Linked DNA regions of Mus musculus: region 1 is linked to region 2. A link is a contact called in public HiChIP or PLAC-seq data. All regions are on one chromosome and are shown on one strand. The core of a region is the stretch at or near the end of the contact, and the rest is flanking DNA. Distances in the headings are between cores, read along the strand shown.

Region 1 (6,683 bases), core at 1,775-4,274, 270 kb after region 2:
GGGAGAGAGAGAAAGAGAGAGACAGAGAGAAAGAGAGAGAAAGGAAAAAAGAAAGAAAAAGAGAAAGAGAGGAAAGAAAAAAGAAAGAAAAAGAGAAAGAGAGGAAAGAAAAAAGAAAGAAAAAGAGAAAGAGAGAGGAAGGAAAAAAGAAAGAAAAAGAGAAAGAGAGGAAGGAAGGAAGGAAGGAAGAAAGAAAGAAAGAAAGAAAGAAAGAAAGAAAGAAAGAAACAAAGAAAGAAAGAAAGAAAGAAAGAAAGAGAGAGAGAGAGAAATGTATTTTCAGGGTTGGGGGAGTAAAAACTAAAATAAATACTTTTTCAATTTTTCCAAATTCAAATGAAGCATGTTTGGGATACAGCTGTGGTTCCACATCCCCCACTTCCTCTCTCTTAGGATCCAGATGATGCTGTTTACATGGTTGAAGTGGGTGGGGTCTGCAGGGTCCTGGTCATGCCAGAGAGATTGGGCTTCACCAGCTCGGGACATTCCATATCCACCCACTGAGAGGATGGAGGGTCTGAGCTCAATCTTGAATAAAGACTCTTTGCTTTTGCATACAAATTGGATTCTTGGTGGTCTCTAGTGGTCTGTGGGGAGCTCACATATACTTTATTAGGAGCAAACCAGTGCTATGTATGGACCCTGAAGAGTGGGAAGGAGTTTTCAGGGTAAATGGAAATCATTGACTGGAGTTTAAAGCCCTGAAATGCCTCATGTGTATGGAGAGGCATTCCAGGAATCTCAGTTACTTGCTGAGTGGATTCTTACTGGGGTGGGAGTGGGAGGGTTGAAATTGTAGGTTTTCCAAGGGCTATTCAACTTTCCCCAGGTAGAGGGTGTGGCAGGTCAGGCTCCAGGGATAAAGTCAGAGAAAAGGAATCCCTGCTGGAAAAGGGATTCCTCCATTTTGCACTGAGCTCAGAGGAGCTATTCGGCCATGGTAGATTGAGACCTTAAAGAGAACGGTTTCCCCACAATGTAAATTAATGATTTGGGTAAAAAGAAACAATGTTAAAATGCTGTCAACTGTTCCTACATGAATTTACGAATCTAATGTACATTAAAATAAGTACATTAAAAATACTAACAAAAATGTTTTGCAGGGGTGTGTGTGTGTGTGTGTGTGTGTGTGTGTGTGTGTGTGTGTGTGTGTTTGGACCCTTTTAATAAATTACATTGGGGCGATTGGTCAGCAACCTGTTACAATAGATAAATGAATAAATAAAAAGGCACACAAGTCAGATGTAAAAGAGATGATCTGACTATAGGAATATGAAAGAAATTTCCAACCAGGAACATTGACCACATCAAAGTTCCAGCTAGCCAGATAGGGAGATAGGAAGTTTTGTTTTAAATATGATAAATTAAGAATAAATTTTAAACAAAGCAATGGTTTTCATCTTGACATTTTCAAATAGGTGTGTCATTATACGTTGTCTCAATCCACCCTGCTACGCCATTGTTCTCCTCCCTGGTCCTTGCCTTCCTTTTCCTGGTTTCCTTTCCCCCAAATCATCACCCCTTCTGCTCTCATGACACATGTATTCCATCTCCATTAAGAAAAAAAAAAACATTTTTTGCAAATGACATCTCCACATGTAAAGAGCACAACTAAAAGTAGGAAAATGGACAAAAATGCTTTTTCAGGGTAAAAAAAAAATGAGTCATAAAAGATAGGGCTTCCAGTTTTGAACATGTTGGGATACAAAGAACAAAAAGCTGGCCCAAACATCTGAGTAAAAGACGCCATTCTCATGACTGAGACGCTGGGGGTGGGGGGGAGTGAACATGTAAGAGGTCATTCTCATGACTGAGATGCTGGGCGGTGGGGTGGATAAACATGCAAGAGGCCATTCTCATGACTGAGATGCTGGAGGGGATAAACATGTAAGAGGTCATTCTCATGACTGAGACGCTGGGGGGGGGGGGATAAACATTCAAGAGGCCATTCTCATGACTGAGATGCTGGGGGGGGGAATAAACATGTAAGAGGTCATTCTCATGACTGAGAAGCTGGGGGGGGGGGATAAACATGCAAGAGGCCATTCTCATGACTGAGATGCTGGGGGCGCAGTAAACATGTAAGAGGTCATTCTCATGACTGAGATGCTGGTGTGGGGGATAAACATGCAAGAGGCCATTCTCATGACTGAGATGCTGGGGGGGAATAAACAGGTAAGAGGTCATTCTCATGACTGAGATGCTGGGGGGGGGCGGGGGTCTCTAAACCTCTTTTGATGAGCAATTTGGCCTTATGTCTAAGAAAGCATTTGTGCTATGTTTTTTGATGTGGGTACAAGGACTCTTTTGAAGCAGTGCTCACGACAAGAAGCCTGGACAAACTCTGGCCATCCCCTTAGAGGTCATAAGCAAGCATGGCCTGTTTTCCTGTGGCTCCCAATTACAGCATCATATTGTGCTGGAAATATCCCCACTGGGTCTTCCACTTTGATAATTTTTTTCTGTCTTGCCTTCACCTTTTCCCTCTGCCTCAGTCCAAGACCCTAGCCTGCGAGAAGACTGGCCTTGTCTCAGGCAGGGTCAAGGCTGGTGTAATCTGGAACAGAGAAGTGATTTTCTATTGTAGATTCTCCACCTCAGCTTGGGTCAAAATAAAATCATGGGCTTGGAAACTCCTCACTTGCATAAATAAAAATCTGCAGACTCATGGTTGGGTTTTCATATTTCAAGAGTCAAACTTTAGAAAGAACAGGGGAAGTAGGAGTGGCCTCTCATGGGGCCAGAGGACAATATCCAGGAGCCTCCTCTTCCTCGAGTTTCCCAACTTCTCAATTCTTCAGTAGCCAGCAAGAACCATCCCCGTGCAGTGTGTGTGTGTGTGTGTGTGTGTGTGTGTGTGTGTGTGTGTGTGTGTTTATGTGAGAGACAGAGAGACAGAGAAAGAGAGAGAGATAGAGAGAGAGAGAGCATTGCAATGCCTCCTGGTCTTCTCTAGGGGCTTCTACTCTGGCAAGGAGGCAGGCAACCATGCAGAGTGACTAGACAGTTCAGACAGCCTCTCCAGGGCTCAGAGCAAAGCTAGGTCCATCCATCTCCTCTGGCCTTTACTTCCAGTCATAGTGAGGTGGTCAAAGGAGATCTTCAAATTAAGATAGTAAAGGTAAGGGTGTTTGAGTCAGGGTTCAGAGTAGAGGGGTCAGCATGGGGGATAAGAGTGGGGGGAACAGAATGGGGGTTAAGGATGGGGGCAGTGAGAGGGAGGGGTCAGAGTGAGATGGTTTCACCATGACGATAAAAACGGTAGCTCTCCTCTTTAGGGATCTCCCTTGTGAGTTCCAGAGCATTAGTGGATGCTGATGGGGACTGTCCCTGAGGTTTGTGGGCACGCTGTGGCTACAGCCTGTGAGCCAGGCACATCAGCAGGAAAGATGTATGCAAACCCACCTCACAGAGGAACAGGGGCTCAGAGAGAAAGCAGAAGCTGCTGAGGCTTCAGAACTCAGCTGCTGCTCAGTCCGCAAAGCTCATCATGATGTCATGGGCCACAGAAGGCGGTGGGCAAGCCTGGTGGAACAACCAGGCCTGTCACTGTCCTCTTGAGGCAGGAGAGGAACACAGGGGAAAGTCATGGGGACACGGGAAAGGAAAAGGCCACCCTGGGCTTCACTTGCTCCTTCCTGCTGAGGAAGTCAGGGGGCTTTGGACACCGCTGATAATGTCCAAATTGCCGACTGAGACAGCACATGTTGTCCTAAAGACCTCACCACCAAAGATCATAAAACCTGTGTTTATCTGTGACCTCAAATGGCCTAGTAATGCTGAGGATCCTCTCACCCGACATCTAAGAAAACCCTTCAGAAAACCAGCTTGCAACTTTTTATAACAAGAAAATTCTTTTACTTCCCACTTCCCTCTGAGCAATGTTAAGGGTGCTTTTTATCAGGGTTAGAGCTTTAACTCGGGAGCCCTCAAACCCTATACACACCCACAGTGAGAAACAGCTCACAACTACTCATCTTTGAAAGCCTGAACCCATGCTCTCTGACTCTCTTCTGCCCCTGAACACCTTTCTTCCTATTTTTAAATATATTTTACTTAAAATAGAGTTAAATCACTCCCCTGTCCCTTTATATTCAAGAAACAGCAACTCAGGCTGGTGAGATGGCTCAGTGGGTAAAAGTGATGCATACAGCCTGACAACTTAAGTTCCATGCCTGGGATTCACCAGGTGACAGTGGGAACTGATTCCCAAAAGTTATCCTCTGTCCTCTCCATGTGCCACTGGCACACCTGTGCCTGCACTCTCACACACACAATAAACGAATGGACTCCAACACTGCTTCTCACTAGCCTGTCCTTGAATTCTTTTCCTCACAAAAGCAGGGCCCTAAGAGAAAAGGGACTCTCCCAGTACTAGTGACAGAGTTGCTGCTTTTCTGTCCCTATCTCTGCTGACACTCTTGGCTAGAAAGACACAAACTCCCCCAGGCCCTTCCCATGTTTAGGAACATTTCGACAAGATGTCCGTTCCATGCCCTGTGCACATGGTCACATTCTCCAAGGCACCATCTCCACCTTCCCGATTTCCTTTCTTGGTACATAGAGCAGGAAGCCAGCAACACCAGGTGCGGGACACGAATGATGCCAGCTGCAGGTCCTCGGCCCAGAGCCTGCATTGTCCATGATGCTGACTGAAAGTCTGTTTTAGAATGGCGTTCTTACTTCCTCATCTTTTCCGGTTTTGGATCCTTGACACCATCTGTGGTTCTGCACAAACATGCAACTATTTTGTGGAACAAGGGAAAAGACTGAGAGAGAAAAAGACCAGAGTGAAGCCAAGCAGTGACAGGGAGTTGTTGACAGCCAATGATGGTGTGGCATGTTGACACAAACTTCCTCCTTGAGTAACACCTGATGTCAGTGTGTATGTCACTCAAAGCCTTCAGGTACCCGATGTCCCTGGCTGATGCAGGCCAGGTCAGTGATTTGTCTCTTGTCTAAGTATATGACTACACCTGTATGCATGAGCACAGGTCCAGAAGAGGTGACCAGTGTCCTTGTTGGCTACTCTATACCAGTTCCCCTGAGGCAGGCTCTCTCTGTCTTTTTAGCTAGACTGGAAGCCAGAGGCCCTAGGGATTGTTCAGTGCGCTCCTTATTCTTAGTTATTGGCTTGACTAAGTCTGGAATTAACTGAAACCCGAGCAGCTGGGTAGACCTGTGAGGGGGTTTTCCTAATGAAATCATTTCAAGTAGGAAGACCCACCTTTAACCTGAATCTTTTGATGTGAGAAGATCCACCTTTAATATGGACCACACCTGCTGGCAGTCTGTATAAAAGACACAGATGAAGGAAGCTCTGTCTTTGTCTGCTTGGCTTTACTCTGAATCCAGTGCATTCCTTCAGCACCGTGAGAGCCTACTTCTTCAGGATCCCGGCATATAATAAAGACAGCCGAGGCATCCAGCCTCGTGGAGTGGATGGCGACTGGATTCTTGGAGCTTCTGTTGGTAGACTGCTGTTGTTGAACTAGCTGGACCATAGCCTATAAGCCACTTTAATAAACACACACACACACACACACACACACACACACACACACACACACACAATTATTTCTGTTCCCCTAGAGAACCTTGACTAATACATCCTGTCTTGCCCCCCCCACACACACACACACAGGAATCTGAAGTCACAGGCATGCTCAGGGTGCCTTGGTTGTAATGTGGATACTGAAATCCAAACTCCTGTCTTCCTGATTGTGTAGCATGTACTCTTAACCAGTAGAGGCATCACTTCAGAGGCACAATTCTTGCTGAGAGGCAGGATCTCTGGCTCTGAAAAAATGGCTCTGTGTTAGGACACATGGGGCAAACAAAAGCCATTTCCCCTTAGAGGACTTCCTTCTAGAACACAGCAGAGTGGCCTTTGCTCATGATCTAGGTCTAGGCAGAAACCTCAGGCCGCACATCATGGTCAAATCAAGAGCTGGACTTTGGTTGGGTGTGGTGGAGGACATTTGTAATAATCCCAGAACTCAGGAGGCAGAATTAGGAAGATTCAGAGTTCTAAGCTAGCCTGTGCTACCCAGCAAGGCCCTGTCTCAAAACATCAATAATAAAAATAAATAAATAAGTGAATAAGTAGGAACCCAACTTTGAATTCTGGTGGAGGGTCATGAATTTGAGAACAGCCTGGGTTATGTAATAAGATTCTGTCTCAACATGCCCCCTCTAAAAAATTAAAAACAAAACAAACAAACAAACAAATTAACAAACAGCCTTTTGTCCAGCACGTGGGAAGCTGGGGCAAGAAGCATTTTAGATCTATCTGAGCTACAGAGCAAGACTGTCCAATACCAAAGCAACCCTGGTGATCTTTCGAAGGTCTACAGTGCCTTCTATAAGTTCTATACTCACCTCAAATACATGCTCTGGAAGTTTGGTCCTCTATGTGGCAATGTTGAAGTGGTGGACTGTTTAAAAGGTGGGACTTGATGGAAGAGAGGTGGGTGGTGGCCTCTGCCCTTATGGATAGATTAATGCTGGCTTTGTGGGAATAGATTAGGTCCGACAGGAGTGACCTGCCTCTCAGAAAGCAAGCTACTGGGAATCAAGGCCTGGCTCTCCTCAGTCTCTGTTGCACATGAGTGTCTTCCTTACCCCTTCTTTGCAAGGTGAAGCAGCCATAGTGGCCTTGCTGGCATAGTTGCACCATGCTG
Region 2 (7,141 bases), core at 3,588-6,087:
GGTCTCCACATCCTCACCAGCTGTTCTGGGAGGACCAGATCACAGATCTGACCGATCCCCAACTCCTGCCATGCCAGAGCAGGCTCTTTCCCAGGACTCAAAAGACTAACCCCAGGTTTCCTCCTGTCCCAGGGCAGAGGGGCTCCTTGGGCTCCGTGACTCGCTCTGCCCACTTCACCAACTGGCTCACTTGTGGGTCCCTGCATGAAGTAGAGGTTACCTTTGGATCATATGTGTGTCTCCATCACTTAGCCCAGAGCCTGGCATCCAGTCGGTGCTCAATTAATATTTGTTTGAATAATATTACTTCTGATTTCTATGCCAAGGTCAGGGTGTGCTTGTGTGTCTTAACTGTTCTCCTAGAACCTAGCTGGGGCCCTGCATCCCAGTGGTAATTAAATAAGACAAACCTAATCTCTCTCCTCTCTCTTTCCTTCCCTTCCTCTCTGCCCCCTCTCCCTCCCTTCCTCTTCCTTCCTCCTCTCCCTCCCCTTCTTCTCCCTCAGGATCATGTTTGGTTTTTTGTTTTTTGTTTTTTTGAATTAATCTTTTTTTGCCTGCAAATCTTCTTCCCTCCATCTAACAAAACTCAAGGCCTGATCGAGTGGCTTTTCTCTTGCTGTAAAGCCCACTGGCTTGGCCGGGCGTGGTGACACACATCTTCCATCTGAATACTCAGGAGCCAAAGGCAGACAGATCTCTTTTGAGTTCAAGGCCAGCCTAGTCTACACAGTGAGGTCTAGGAAAGCCAGGGCTATGTAAAGAGACCCTGTCTCAAAAAACAGACAGACAGACAGACAGACAAAAACAATCAAACACAGGGGAGCAGAAGACACCAAGTAAAAGCAGCTTGGGGAGGAAAGGGTTTCCTTGGTAATAAATACTTCCAGATCATAACCCATCCCAGAGGTTCTGGAAGTCACCAGCCCCCATCATTATTTTCCTTATTTTTCTACAAATGGCCAGAAGTTTTATGGACAGAGTCACTAAACTACTTGCTCCTCACAGGAGATGCATCAGGCTGATTTCTAGATTGACTTATAGGATGTGGTCCAGGTAATCCAACAGAGGCCATCTCATGCTAGAGAGGCCAGGAAACCAGGAGTTGCTCACTGTACTGGTTGGGTATCTCACAGTTTCAAACTGTCCTTATGAGTCTGGAGATTCCTGGAGAACCACTGGGCTTTAGTCTACAATGGAAACCCAAAGGTTTTAGCATCAGTAGGGGTGGGGAAGGGTGGGGGTGATGAGGGGTGGGTAGAGGGGGTATGCTGCAGCAGCAGGATAGATGAGCTTGTCAGCAAGACTGAGGGCAGCAGGCAAAAAGCAGGGGTCTCCTCCATGTCCTTTTATCTGGGCTGCTACCAGAAGGTGCCACCCACATTTAGGGTGGGTCTTCTTGACTCAAATAAGTCTGACACAGCTTTAATCCCAGCACTTTAAGAGACAGGCAGCCAGATTGCTGTGAGACTGAAGACAACCTGGTCTACATAGTAAGTTCTCTGCTAACCAGGACCATATTATGAGAACCTGTCTCAAAAACAAAACCAATATAAAGTCCCTCACAGCAGTGCCCAGCAACTTTTATAACTATCTGGTCCCAAGTTTAGTCATGTTTATAACTAAGATTAGCAATTACGAGGTCCAACAGAAGGCCCAGCTGATGGGGCTAAGGAGATGGCTCAATCGGTAAAGTGGTTGCCTAGAAAGTATAAAGAACTCGAACTCCCCCACACCCACACAAAAATCGGAGCATGGTGGCATGCACTTGTGATCCCAGTGCTGGGGAGGCAGAGACAGGATGGTCTCTGAGTCAGTTGGTGAGATCCTGAAGGTGACACCTAATGTCACCCTCTGGGTCCACATGAAACCCCCCAACACACACATGTGAGCACACGTTAGGAGCATACAGACATACATATACACAGACTCAGTATATACATGTGAGCACACATACACACATGAGTACACACATATGCATACACTTTAAAAAAGGAGGAAGAAGAGAAGGCTCCCAGTTCCTCTTTAAGATAAAAATAGACATTTTTGTCCTCTGATCCCTTAGGCTCTCTGTCACAGGGATGGACCAAGTATACAGTGCCATGCACCTTCCCTTAGAGTGCCCTTCCCACGTGTTTATGGCGACATTAAACCTAATATCCTCTGATATGAACTTACAACCTTCAGGCTGGTGGAGGGAATAATAATGTCTATAAAATCGTTCTGGGCTGGGAAGATGGATCAGGGGTAAAGAGCATGCCATGAAAGTACCCCTAGCACCCATATACATGCCAGATAGGAGTGGTAGCCTGCCCGTAATCCCAGAGACTGAGACAGAGGATCTCTGGGTAAGACTAGCAAAATTTGGGAGCAGTTGTTTCTAGTGACAGTCTCTGCCTCAATATATATGTCAGAGAGTGATCGAGAAAGACCTCTGGCCTTCACATGAACGTGTCTATATGTGAGTTCACATGTGTGAACATACAGACACACAAGTGACACACACACAAGTCCTGCTCGTTATATGGACCTTGATTTATGGTGGCGTGGCAGCCAGCAAATCCACTGTAAATTGATGATGCTGTGAGTTTAAAATTCCTGGGAAACATCCAAATTCACAATTTGAAGAACGGTTTCCACTGAACAATGTTGGTGTTGTACCTCCCCTAAAGTTGAAAGATCCTGTGTCAAGCCATCATTAAACAGGGGATTGCCCACACAGCCTGAATGAAAATTACACCCTTGCTGTGCAAAAAGAAGAGATTCCCAGGGACAACGCCTTCTCCCTCTTTCTGACACATGACTTCCCTAAGTAGTAATCCAAGGTTTCCTTGGGGGCATAAGGCTACTGAGGGAGGCAGCCAGCATGTCTCTCTGTAAGTGTCTGGTCCCTGAACAACCCAAATCCTCAGGGTCGAATGAGAAGAGATTAGAAGACAAGGGCAGATCTCACTGTGCAGCAATACATGACTTTGGATGTGTGTTGGGATATGACCTACAGAGGATGCTTCTACTTTATGCATCATAAACTAAGGCCCAGACAGGCAAAGGGAGCACCTCTCGGTCCCAGAGCTGGCTCTGCCTTAATCTAGTCTCAGCATCCAACTGACATCTTGGGTGGCAAGGGCAGAGGCTCTGTATGTGGGTGCTACAGATGTCACCTGGCCAGCACCAGGTTCTAGATTTAAGTCTGTTTCCTTCCTGTGTCCTTTATCTTCTCTCTGAGCTGTTGGGAACAATTTCCCAGTCCCTCTTCTTGCTGTTCCTTTAGAGTGTGGCTGTCCTCCATCCTGGGTCTTAAGTAGGCGTTCACTTAGACCCAGGCCTTTGTTCCTTCCTAGGCTCAGAGACCACAGTCTCTTTCCTTGCCCAACCCGTGTCTACCTCCCAAGGTGAGGTGAGAGAAAAGAGGCTACCAGTCTGAAATTAGCATGTAAAATGTAGTGGCAGATCTGGAGATGGAGGCTGATTGGTAGAGAGCTTATGGAGTATACAGGAAGCCCTGAGTTATATCCCTAGAACCATACAAACATCGTGGTAGTGTGTATTTGTCATTTCCATATTTGGGCGGTAGAGGCAGGAGAATGAGAAGTTCCAAATTGTCCTTAGTTACATGATGAGGTTGAGACCAGCTTGGGCTACAGCAGGCTCTGCCCCAAACAAAATAAAAGCTAATGACATCAAACATGTCCTAAGTGGCACACTTCTGTTTTCTCTGTGGGCATCTCCCCTATCAGATGGACTCTTACAAACATTTTGCTGTTACGTTTCTTGCAATACTACCTGGGATTGTTATTTAGACATCATAAAAATCATTATTTTTTTTTAAAAGGATGGCAGTTTTGTGCCTGCCGAAGAGGAAACAAAGTCCATGCACATAAGCCAGGCCTCCCCCCACACACACTCACTCACACACACACACACACACACACACACACACACACACACACTCACTCTCTCTCACACACACACCCACAGACACACTCACACACACACACACTCACACACACACTCACACACACACACAGAGACACACACACACTCACAGACACACACACACACACTCACACACACACACTCTCACACACACAGACACACACACACACAGACACACTCACACATACACACACACAGACACACACACTCATGCACACAAGTTTGATCTGTTAGAAAACAGCATTTTCTCTCCACATCACTTTGCAGAATAAAAGCAAATGAATAATTGATAGAGCTTTTACAAACATCTAGCTTTTCAAATCCTTCTAGAAAAATCCAGTTCGATTACTCGCAGCCGGCAGTTCTGTGTAAAATTTATAATTCCCGACGGGCCCACATTCCTCAGAAATACATCATGAACATTAATTTTTTTTTAAAGCAACACACACTAAAACCCACGAAGCCGCTGCTTTCTCTGTGTGTGCAAACCAGAGCCCTGCACTCTGAAGAGGCTCTTGTGTTTACTGCCTGAACGCCCTCCCTGAGAAGGTGGCCCTGAAATACACACAGCAGACAATCAATCTCCTGCTTTATTTTGACAAGATCTTATTCTACTGTGCTCCTTGCTGCCAGGCTGAGGCTGTGCAACTCTCAGGGAAACACTGCTCTCTCTGGGCTCTGGTAAAATCTGCAGACCTTCAAAGAACAGCACTCTCAAGTGGACCAGAGGATGGCGTACTAGTAAGTGAATCTGGTAGCTGCCCTGGAGCCCCAACAGACTTACCAGCAACAGGTGACTGCGCCATCTGGCCTCAGGGGAGGTCTGAAGTTTTAGAATGCCCAGACAACCCCGCTGCAAGTCGCCTCTTCTGACTAAAGTCTCCACCTTCGGCAGTCTGACTGGGGTTTTTCAGAATTGGGACGGCCACGGGCCCTTCTAGGGCGTGGGTAACTGGGACACCTCCCCTCTCAGTTTGCCCACCTACAGCTGGCCACAGGGACTGGCCCCTGGAGAGGTGGCTGATGTTCGGTTAGAGAGTGCCCTGAGAGAGCAATTCTGCGGGAGACTTCCTGTTTGGGGAGGAAACCTCACTGAAGTAATTAGTGGCTCAGACTGCAGAGTCTTTGGTACAGGAATTGAGGCAGGATGGCAAGCTGAAGCCAGGATGCATAAAATGAATAAATGTCATGGAGAGGTTGGGCAGAGACACTGAGACCCTTGGAGGTACAAAGCCAGCATTATGGTAACAGAAAGTAGCGAATGATCAATTTCTAGGAGGGTAATTCATTGCAATCACCATGGCTGTTACAGGCTTCTCGAGAATTCTCTCAGCAGTTTGTGCTGATAGGGGGATCTTCTTTGTCACCACATGCCAGACAGTGCCTATAGCAGAAGATGATGGACAGACCGCTCTATTATCATTTCACTGGAAATGGTAGATAAGGGCACACGCCCACTCGCTGCTGGCTGCTGACTGCTGGGTTCCAAGGCTTTGAGGGCAGCCCAGAGTTCAGGAACGGTGCTGTCTGGGCTTGTGTATGGGCATATCTGACTGTCTTCAGCGTGTCAGAACTAGCAAACTTGCAGCCCAGTGAAGTCTGTTGCTAAGCACACACGTCCCAGTCTGTGGCTTTATAAGGACCAGCAACTAGAGCAGGTCCATATTGCTCTGACTGGCAGTCCTCTTATGTCTGTCCCTAACAGTAAAGCCTCTTGGGGGTAGGGCTAGATTCTGGAATCACATGGAGTCCAGTGCAGGCCAATACAGAGACTGGTTTTGTTTTCTCTTTCTTCATGCCCTGACCTGTGACTCTCTTGCTCTTGGCCTGCTCTTTCCATCTGAGTTTGAATATACTCCTGACCCACCCAAATCCCACTTCCTTGGAAATACAATTCCCTGTTGTCGGCATCTATCAGCTCCTGTAGTCCTGGACAACATTTACCCACTCTGAATCAACAAGTAAGGCTAGGTTAGCAGTTGGTTGCCCTAAATATGAACTTGAGTTTAACCGCATGCTAACAGTGTGACCTTGGGAAGGCTTCTTTCCTACTCTGAGGGTCTCACTTAGACCAGGTTGGTCTTAAAGAAAGACCTTGAACCCTTGATCCTTCAGCCCCTGCCTCCCCAGTACTTGGGATTACAGGGATACTCTACTATGTCCAGTTTATGTGGGTCTTTGGTTGGAGCCCAGGACTTCATACATAATAAGCAAGACTTTGGACTTTGCCTACATCCCCAGTGTTCCCTATTTTGACCATTAAGTAAAACAGTGACTATGGAAGCCCTTAAAGACACAGGTTACTCAGTGTTTGCCTGTTGTCTGAATCTGCTCTCTGTTGCTGGGGTACCATGTGATCCCTGGACAGTATCAGCTGAGGATAGAAACCTGTGCATCACCCCTAGTCCCTCATTCTGAGCTGTGCTCCCTTGATGCTGGAAGATGCCTGCGGAGGCAGTGGGGTTCAAGGAGGACTCTCCATCACCAGTGAGCCCCAGAGTCACCCAAAGCTCTGAGCAGCAGGATTTGGGACAGAATTCCTGACTCAGTACAGGAGCCCTTTAGCCTACTGTGTCCCAGACAAGGTTGCTGGGTGATCTCCAGGTCCCCTTAGAGTAGCAGTTCTGAGAGGAAGGGACACTTCCCCAGGAAAAGACACCTGCTGGGTGAAGTGGAAAGGAGCTAACATACTCTCTCTGTAGTTCCTTAGGGTTCTACCTGCTCCCATTGGGGCTTTGCTCGGGGAAAACAGAGGTGCATTAAGGTGTCCATCTCTAGCCACAGAGCCTGGATCTCTAGGAGTAAGGCTTTCCAGAATACCACCCCCAGCCCAATCAAAACTCTTGATGTCTGGGCTCCAGTTGCTTCCTCCCCTTCTAGCTCTGACCAGTCAGGAGCCATCCCTCTAAGGACCATCCGAGGGACTCATGTCATCTTTTACATTGGCTCAGTCTTCGTGGGGGCACTGGTTTGCTGGACACAACCACTGCTTCCAGTTTGCTTCTGACCCTTGCACAGGCAAGGCTGGTCACCCAGACAACCGAGCACTGGCTCCTTGTCATATCCCACACTGTTCAGGTCAACTCCACCAGGAGGGTCTGGGTCACAGCCACCTAGAACAAGTTTGCCCTCAGAGACATCCAACCTCACTGTTGGGGTTCTGCCTCCTCCATAAGCCTGCCGGGAAGAATGACAAACCTCCACC

Evidence for each region. HiChIP or PLAC-seq counts read pairs in DNA pulled down with a chosen protein or histone mark.
Region 1: a contact with region 2 is called in an H3K4me3 HiChIP or PLAC-seq map of bone marrow-derived macrophages, with 2.6 times the contacts expected there. The contact joins the enhancer-like site here to the promoter of Steap3 in region 2. A contact is called at or near these places in 8 of 39 promoter capture datasets (the 3T3-L1 cell line, 3T3-L1-derived adipocytes, embryonic stem cells and 3 more), 1 of 15 datasets of contacts at CTCF or cohesin (the NIH/3T3 cell line), 7 of 115 datasets of contacts at active chromatin or transcription factors (bone marrow-derived macrophages, embryonic stem cells, microglia and 1 more) and 2 of 9 other capture datasets (adipose tissue and embryonic stem cells).

Annotation. Positions count from the first base shown.
Region 1 is chr1:120,529,292-120,535,974 of GRCm38.p6, forward strand. No RefSeq gene overlaps it. Among named protein-coding and RNA genes, the nearest start is that of Marco, 28 kb to the left of the region's middle. Within about 2 kb of position 3,025, at least 29 of the 459 cell types and tissues checked have an H3K27ac peak or open chromatin away from gene starts, as enhancers often do. A contact at or near this core is called in bone marrow-derived macrophages, where this site is marked.
Region 2 is chr1:120,254,041-120,261,181 of GRCm38.p6, forward strand. It overlaps Steap3 (STEAP family member 3), which reads right to left and starts at 4,838. Exons shown (of 5, transcript NM_001379355.1): 1 at 4,721-4,838. The coding sequence starts at 4,742.